2 separate regions of the Mus musculus genome follow, and region 2 is linked to region 1. Evidence: chromatin contacts called from public capture Hi-C data. All regions are on one chromosome and are shown on one strand. Each heading gives the region's core, a stretch centred on a gene start, on an enhancer-like site or on the middle of the called end of the contact. The rest is flanking DNA. Distances are from core to core; before and after follow the strand shown. Region 1 overlaps Impdh1 (inosine monophosphate dehydrogenase 1). Region 2 overlaps Tnpo3 (transportin 3).

The links. Capture Hi-C pulls out chosen DNA fragments and counts their contacts.
Region 2: a contact with region 1 is called in a capture Hi-C map of embryonic stem cells, with 2.3 times the contacts expected there. The contact joins two enhancer-like sites. A contact is called at or near these places in 1 of 484 Hi-C or Micro-C datasets (cortical neurons), 1 of 115 datasets of contacts at active chromatin or transcription factors (neural tube) and 2 of 9 other capture datasets (embryonic stem cells and pancreatic islet).

Annotation. Positions count from the first base shown.
Region 1 is chr6:29,202,718-29,206,307 of GRCm38.p6, forward strand. It overlaps Impdh1 (inosine monophosphate dehydrogenase 1), which reads right to left. Exons shown (of 15, transcript NM_001302933.1): 6 at 3,589-3,590; 7 at 3,349-3,436; 8 at 2,334-2,533; 9 at 1,852-1,942; 10 at 1,562-1,657; 11 at 632-775; 12 at 385-529; 13 at 1-92. Among named protein-coding and RNA genes, the nearest start is that of Impdh1, 12 kb to the right of the region's middle. Within about 2 kb of position 1,669, at least 42 of the 459 cell types and tissues checked have an H3K27ac peak or open chromatin away from gene starts, as enhancers often do. A contact at or near this core is called in embryonic stem cells, where this site is marked.
Region 2 is chr6:29,544,041-29,547,799 of GRCm38.p6, forward strand. The region is part of intron 21 of Tnpo3 (transportin 3); the gene reads right to left. Among named protein-coding and RNA genes, the nearest start is that of Irf5, 19 kb to the left of the region's middle. Within about 2 kb of position 1,716, at least 3 of the 459 cell types and tissues checked have an H3K27ac peak or open chromatin away from gene starts, as enhancers often do. A contact at or near this core is called in embryonic stem cells, where this site is marked.

The sequences.
Region 1 (3,590 bases), core at 419-2,918:
CTGCTATGAGGTAGGGCACAAACTTCTGAATGGAGCCTTTATCCTGGATGGAACCGGAGACACCTTGTGCGATCTTCACCTTATCCCCCTCACTGCATGGAAGGTGGGGAGGCTGAGCTGAGCAGTCAGAGGCTCAGAGGACCCCACCCGGCCTCTCCAAGGTACAGATAGAATACCGCCCAGAGGATCCCCACAGCAGCCTCATACATTGTTTCTCTTGTAGCCACATACTAGGCTACAAGAGAAACAATATCCGAGTCTCTGGTCAGGTCGGGCTACATCTGCCACTTTGCATGTCTGTGAGTCTCCACAACTTGGGAATGCGGTCTCAGGTATCCGTCTAAAGTCAAGGCCATGGGGGAGTTCAAGAACATGAAGACAAACCTGAAGTATCTTTTCTGGCTGCTGCTGCTCTTCTCCATGGCGTCCAGAGAACCCATGCCCCGGTACTTCTTCAGCCTCACCCCATCTGAGAAGAAGTATTCACCAGGCGCCTCCGTGGTGGCAGCCAGCAGGGAGCCCATCATTACTGCAGAGATCAAGGTTGAGGGCTAAATGCCTCCTCCTCCACACAGGAGTCTGACTGCCCCTCTGGCGGCTTCTAGTCCTCAATACCAAGTGTTCCCCTCACCTGTAGAGGCTCCAAGTGCCAGGGCTTTGACCACATGGCCCACGGTCTGGATGCCACCATCCGCTATTACCGGCACCCCAAAACGTCGGGCGTACTCGGCCACCTTGTAGACAGCAGTCCCCTGGGGTCGGCCACAGGCCATCACTGGGGAAAGGGGAATGTAAGGGACAGAGATGGATCAGTGGTCTCCTTGTATCTATCCCCGCCAATGGAGAAAGGATGGTAAGAGATGGTGTTTCTGAGGCCTAAGGCGGGAGAAAGCCATTTTCGGTTCCTAGGTCACCCACCACTAACTAGCAGGACCATAAAGGATATGGATCAGGGGATCAATGCGAGCCATCAGACACATGACCTCAAGACTGGTGGTCTCTAGCACCAGCTGCTGTGGAGGCCTGGCTTCCTGTAAAGATGTCCTTTGAATTAGCAGCTAATACCAGAGCTGGGTTCCGATGGCCTCCTTTGGAATACGGCTTTGCTCTCAACCTCACCTGGGGGCTGTGGGGTGAGGTGGATTCTGCTCTGTTACACGTGGCAATGTGGGTCTATGGAATCCCTGGATGTTCAGAGACTTGTATCCTTCACACCACTGGCATGATCTGGTCACAAATGGGATCCAAACCCTCAGCTATCTTCCAACACACACACACACACTATAGAAAGTGTCACACCAACCTTAGAGGGTGATACCAACAGCGTCCCCACAACCAGTCCAAAAAGCAGGTTGGTCCACTCCCAAAAGCCACATGTCCTCATCTGCCTATACCTGCCTCTTCCCACAACTATGCCAAGACAGGGTAAAGCACAGACCAGAATCCTGCTCCCGAGAATCACCTAGTGGGGCAGATACTCATGTATCTATAGAAGAAGAGGCCAGAGTGGTTCTAAATGGCAGCCCTTCCTCCTCCTCCTCCTCCTCCTGCGGATACCCACCTTCCTGGGTGATGCAGATGGAACCACAGCCCATGCCCACACGAAGCCCGTCCACACCAGCATCAATCAAGTTCTTGGCCTGGGCTGCTGTCACCACTGGGGATGGAGGAAGCAGACAGAGGAATGTGAGGATAGTGTCCCCACCCTGCCCAGGAATGTCCTGGGATCTTAGTATATCTCCCCCAACCTAAATGCTCACCAAAGCCCATCCTACCCTTTATCCCCTATGCCTGGAAGAATGACATCACTTAGGAGTTCTGGGGGGCTGAGGGGGGCCACTCCACACTCACCATTTCCCCCAATCACTTGGAGGTGGGGGTACTTCTGCTTGATATAGTGCACCATGGCGATCTGATACACTGAGTTCCCCTGGGATGAATCCTGTTAGCAGGGACAAAAAGGCTCAAGCTAAACAGCCAAGTCCCCTCACGGGAATTAGGGACCAGCACTCAGAGAGCTGCTGCTAACTAAGTTAAACACTGAGTGAAACAAGTGAGCATGTATAAAGCTGAGCTCAGTGCCGGGCAAATGGGGCCTCTCAGTGAGTGTGAGTTATAATTATCAGGGTAAATGAGCTTGTATGTGAGGAGAAAGCCTTGGAGGGAGGGCCATGGTTTGTTCTGGGCTCTACAATTAGCCTAGTTCTGATACCAGAGAAGCCGAAAGAGAGCAAAGTGGGGAGGGAGCAAAGGCTTAATGGAGGTGAATGAGCCTCACAAGCCTGATGCAGGGAACCCGCCACCTCCTTACTAGTACTATGTCACCTCCTTACTAGTACTATGACGTCAGCACCGGCCTGAGTGAGCAGGTCCAGGCGGTATTTGTCATCCTCACGGGTGCCCACAGCTGCCCCACACAACAGCTGTTTGTGGGAGTCCTTGGAGGCCAGAGGGTAGTCTCTGTTCTTCTTCAGGTCTGTGCGCGCAATGATGGCTACCAGCTCATCTTGATCGTTGACTATGGGCAGCTTCCCTGACCAGGAGGAGAGAGAAGCAGGGTAGTGGGTAGAAGAACCGGAAGGAAATGGAACGAGAGACCCCTGAAGTACCTAAGCTAGCCACTAGGTGACAGCACCCACCCAGGACCTGGACCTCTTCCCAGAGATCAGGAAGCAAAGAACCTTCCCAAGCGTTCCTAAGGCTCTTCCTGCCCATGCGGGTTTGGTGGGACAGGCAGCCCCTGAACCCTGGCAACTTTTCACTTGCTGGAGCACGTCACTGTACAAAGTACCCAGACAAGGTCTTAATGTGAGACTGCCCTGAGGGAGGAACATGGATCCTCTCTGCCCAAAGCAAATGCCAAGAACTCTCCACCGGGGACCTGGGAAGCAACAGCCCACAGGAACTTAATGTACGTCATACAAACAGCCGCTCTATCGGATATATTTAACTGCGGGACTTTTCAAAGACTCTGAGAAGTCAATGGGTAATTTTTTTCTTTCTTTTGGTTTTTGACACAGGGTGTCGTTCCCCGCCCCCCCCCCCCCAATGAAGTTTTGGCTGTCCTGGAACTTCCTTCCCCCTTCCTCAGTCCTTTCCCAGACTTCTAAGACCGGAAAGCTCTTTTACTATGACAAGCACCTCTCAGGACTAGATTGGAAAAACATTGGGAAGACACTGAATTAGGACTGGGGCTTCTGTAAGCAGGTAGCGGAGTATCGGGAAACCTGCTCCAGACTGCCTAGGGTTATTCACGTTTCCTCCAAGACATTATTGGGCCAACACAAGAGGCTGAGGAATAATGGAAATTCTGCTGTACAGGAAGCTGGGGTGTGTACTCCCTGGTACCTTTCTTGCTGCGCTGCAAGATCTCATTTGCTTCTTTCAATGTCACACCTGCTGGAGCCACCACCAGCTCGACCCTCGGAGTCATCACCTGTGGGGCCAGGAACATTTGCCTGCAGGTTGGCAGGTGAGAGAGACGGAGCCAGGCCTCCCTATGGTCCCTGGTCACAGGCACCAGTCTGGGGCCCCCGGGGGTAGAGTTCCCTCTGTGATGCAGCTCTGCCTTCCCTGCCCTGCAGGCACCT
Region 2 (3,759 bases), core at 466-2,965, 340 kb after region 1:
AGAACCTGGTTCTCCGCAAATGCTGAGATGTCCAGTTATTATGGAAGTAATGTACATCTGACTCCATTTTTTTCAAAGTTCCCTTTGTCTGAAACCCACTTAGAAACCAATTGAGAAACTTAATTCTTCTGGTATCTTCCTAGCAGGCTAGCTAACTGAACTCCGGGCTAAGCAAAAGCAAACGGAAAAGGCACTTCCTCACACTCTCCTGACAAGGGACTCGGGCACAGGGATATAGCCTAGAACTCAAACTTCCAAGAAAGCAGACTTGCCATCCTGTGCTGGTTAAACACCCAAGGGGATAACTGTTAAGAGCTATCCAACAGAAAAGTGTCAAAATGCTTATCTACCAATTCATTCAACAAATATAAAGGTCCAAAATCATGATGAAAACCTTGACTGGGATTCCAGGAGTTGATGATAGGGTATTTTCTTTTAGGTTTTCTCCACCATAAACATGTAATGGATCAACTATACCCTCCATCTGAGCTATATCCCTGGTACTTAACAAGCTTTACTAATAATGGTACATTTTTGAGTCTATTTCAAAGTAAACCATGTGCTAAATAAGGAAGCAGCCAAGTATGTGTGCAAGCTCATGCCATTCATTTTCCCACTGCCAGGATGGAGGGCAAGGAGCCTAGCACAGGCTGGTGTATGGTGTGATATTACAAAGAACTAAGAGGCCCATGAATCATTTATTATCCTAATATCCTACATGTTTGAAATTGTACCCCTTTTGAGATCTTTTCAATTAAACCTAGATGGACAAATACCCCTATCTCTATCCTCTTTTTTGAGAGTAAGAAAAAGAGCACTGAAATTAAATTGTTGAGCATGGTGGTGATTGCCCTTAGTCCCAATGCGTGTGAGGCAGAGACAGGAGGATCTCCATGAGTTTGAGGCTAGCAAGTCCTAGGCCCAGTCATGGCTACATAGGGAGACCCTGTCTCAAAAAACCAAAACCAACCAACCAACCAAACCCCCAAATAAAGTAAGTAAGTAAGTAAATAGGGTTCAAATATAAGAGAACTGTGGTGAATAGCAAAGTTAAGTGTTGTGGTTTAAGTAAGTCTGGCCCCTATAGGCTCATATAGTTCAATGCCTAACCACCAGTGGGTGGATCTGTTTGAAAGGATTAGAAGGACTAGGAGGCATGGCCTTGTTGGAGGAAGTGTGTTATGGAGTGAGGGTGGGGCGAGCAATTTTGAGGTTTCAAAAATCCCATTCAAGGTCCAGGCTTTCTCTCCCTGCTGCCTGTGAATCAGGATGTAAAGTTCTCAGCTCCAGGCCATGCCTGTATATATGCTACTATGCTCCCTGTGGTGTTTGAACAAGAATGCCCCCTATAGACTCATAAACTTGAATGCTCACTATTTGAAAGGATTAGAATTAAGAGCTGCGGCCTTGTTAGAGGAAGGGTGTCAGTGGGGATGGGTTCTGAGGTTTCAAAGCCCGTGCCAAGTACAGCATGTTTGACTCTCTCTGCGTATGGATCAGGGTGTAGAACTCTCAGCTGATTCTCCAGCACCATACCTGCTTACATGCTGCCATTCTCTCCATGATAATGAACTAACCAGCAAGTAAACACTTAAAAAAAAAGAAAGAAAGAAAGAAAGAAAGAATTGTCTTGGTCATGGTGTCTTTTCACAGCTATAGAACCAGGGAGTGGGGCATTGCTGTGATAGGTGTAACCTTAGTTGGAAGAATATGGAAGACTCTGGGACTTAGAAGACGAAAATTGGTTGGACACTTTAAGCAGGGCTTAATGGGCCATCGTAGCAGGAATGTGGAAGACAGTTGAGAGAAATGTAGACTATGACAGCAGGGCTCAAGAGGTTTCAGAGGAGGAGAGTATTAAGTGGCCTAAAGAATGCTCTTGTGATATGTTGGTTAAGAATGGGTCTATTTTCTTCTCTTGTCCAAAAAAGTCTGCCTGAGATGAAATTGGGGAGTTTTGGATTATCAGCAAAATTACTATTGACTGTGGGTGGTGATCAGTGGTCCCCCTTAAGCAGAGGACAAAAGAGAGCAGCAGGAAGTGTAAAGGAGTGAAGTCCAATGCTCAAGAGATAAAAGGTTTAAAGAAAAACCAGATGCTAAACGGAATAAAGGGAGTGGTGGCCTCAGGACAAGAGCCCACCCAGCTAAGCTTCCAACCTGGGAAAAGAAATTAAAGAAAAGCTTTAGCACTGAAGGAAACCATCAACAGAAAGCTGATACAAATGCATTTGAATTAGGGAATCAATTACCAGCCCCAGCTAGCAACACTTGGCAGCTTCAACCACCACTTTTGAGTCTAAAGCTGGATCTGGCTTTAGACTCAAGGATACAAGATGGGGTTGTGGAATCTTCCTCCTCAGTTAAGAAAAGCCATTGAGGCCGGACATCTGTGAGGAGTGTCCCTGGATGATGGCCCAGAGAGGCCACTGCATGAGGCTGTGGAGGTGAAGCATGGAATGTGTTGGAGACCCCAGATATTGGAGATGTCAGAGTCAGGTGATACCTGCAGAGGAAAACTGCTAACAGGGTCCACACCTGGAATCATGGGGGGGAGGGGGGGGAAAGGAGGGGGGAGGGAGAGTTTGCAATCAACAAAGCTGAAAGGAACTGGAGATCTGAAGAGTGCTTTGACATCTGACATGCAGATGAATAATTTGAGTTTGCCCAGCTGCTTTTTGGTCATGTTTTAGTCCAGCATCTCCTCACAGTGCTCCTCTTCCTCCCTTCTGGAACAGTAGTGCATATCCTGTGCCACTCAATACTGGAAGTATGTGATCTGCCTTTTCATCTTGATTTTATGAGGGGTTACAGTTAAGAGACTGCCACGAGTCTCAGAAGAAATTCTGGACTTGTAAGCAGTCTATGAAGACTTGTCAAGAGATGGTGAAAGACTATGGGGACTTCGGAAGTTGAACTGAATGCATTTTTTACACTATGATATGGTTATAAGCCAATGGGGCCCACGTGATAATGGGCCTTCTGAAACTGTAAGCAAGTCCCAAATTAAATGCTTTTCTTTATATGAGTTCATTGATCAGAACAGTGACTATGACAGTAAGAGTGGCCTGGGTCTCTAATTACCTCCACCTTTGTCCCCAATCCTACCAGTGACTGACCTATGTGGCAAGAACTCCAGCTAATTTTGAACTTAAATGTCCTTGGTGGGTAAGCCCACAAAAAAGCATCTTAAAAGTTAGTCCGTTTTCTTATCTCTGTTCTCACAGCACTGCAGCATTGACTAGTCTCTGGTCCCTGATTTTACTATTATTTTTCTAGGTTCCATTTTCTATATTCTAGTCCCATAATTCAAATTATTCTCCCAAATAAGTTTATGGTCACTCTTCCTCAAGACTTAATCTTTTTATTTGGTGTCTTGGTAGGTAATGACAACCTGAGCGTCGAGATACTCCATCTGGTCTCTCGTTCCAAAATCAACACTCTCCATGTTCAGCACCAATTTTTTTTTTAGCTTTCACATGTCATGGTAGACAGTCACAGTAAGATGGAAAAGTTGGAAATAATGGCAGGATTTCTTCTAGTCTTCATTATTCTGAGCTAGTGGCAGATTACTATGTTTTTAGACTCAGCTTTCTTCAATCTGACCAATTTAAAAAGCTGAGGAATTAATTACTAACACCATTTGAAAAGCAGGCTGAAACTTGCTACAATGAAGCTGAACCAGTTCACCCTCCCTGCTAAGGTGGCAAACAAAACAGCATGTTGAGGCAAGAGTTAGAGGACCTTAAAACCAAAAGG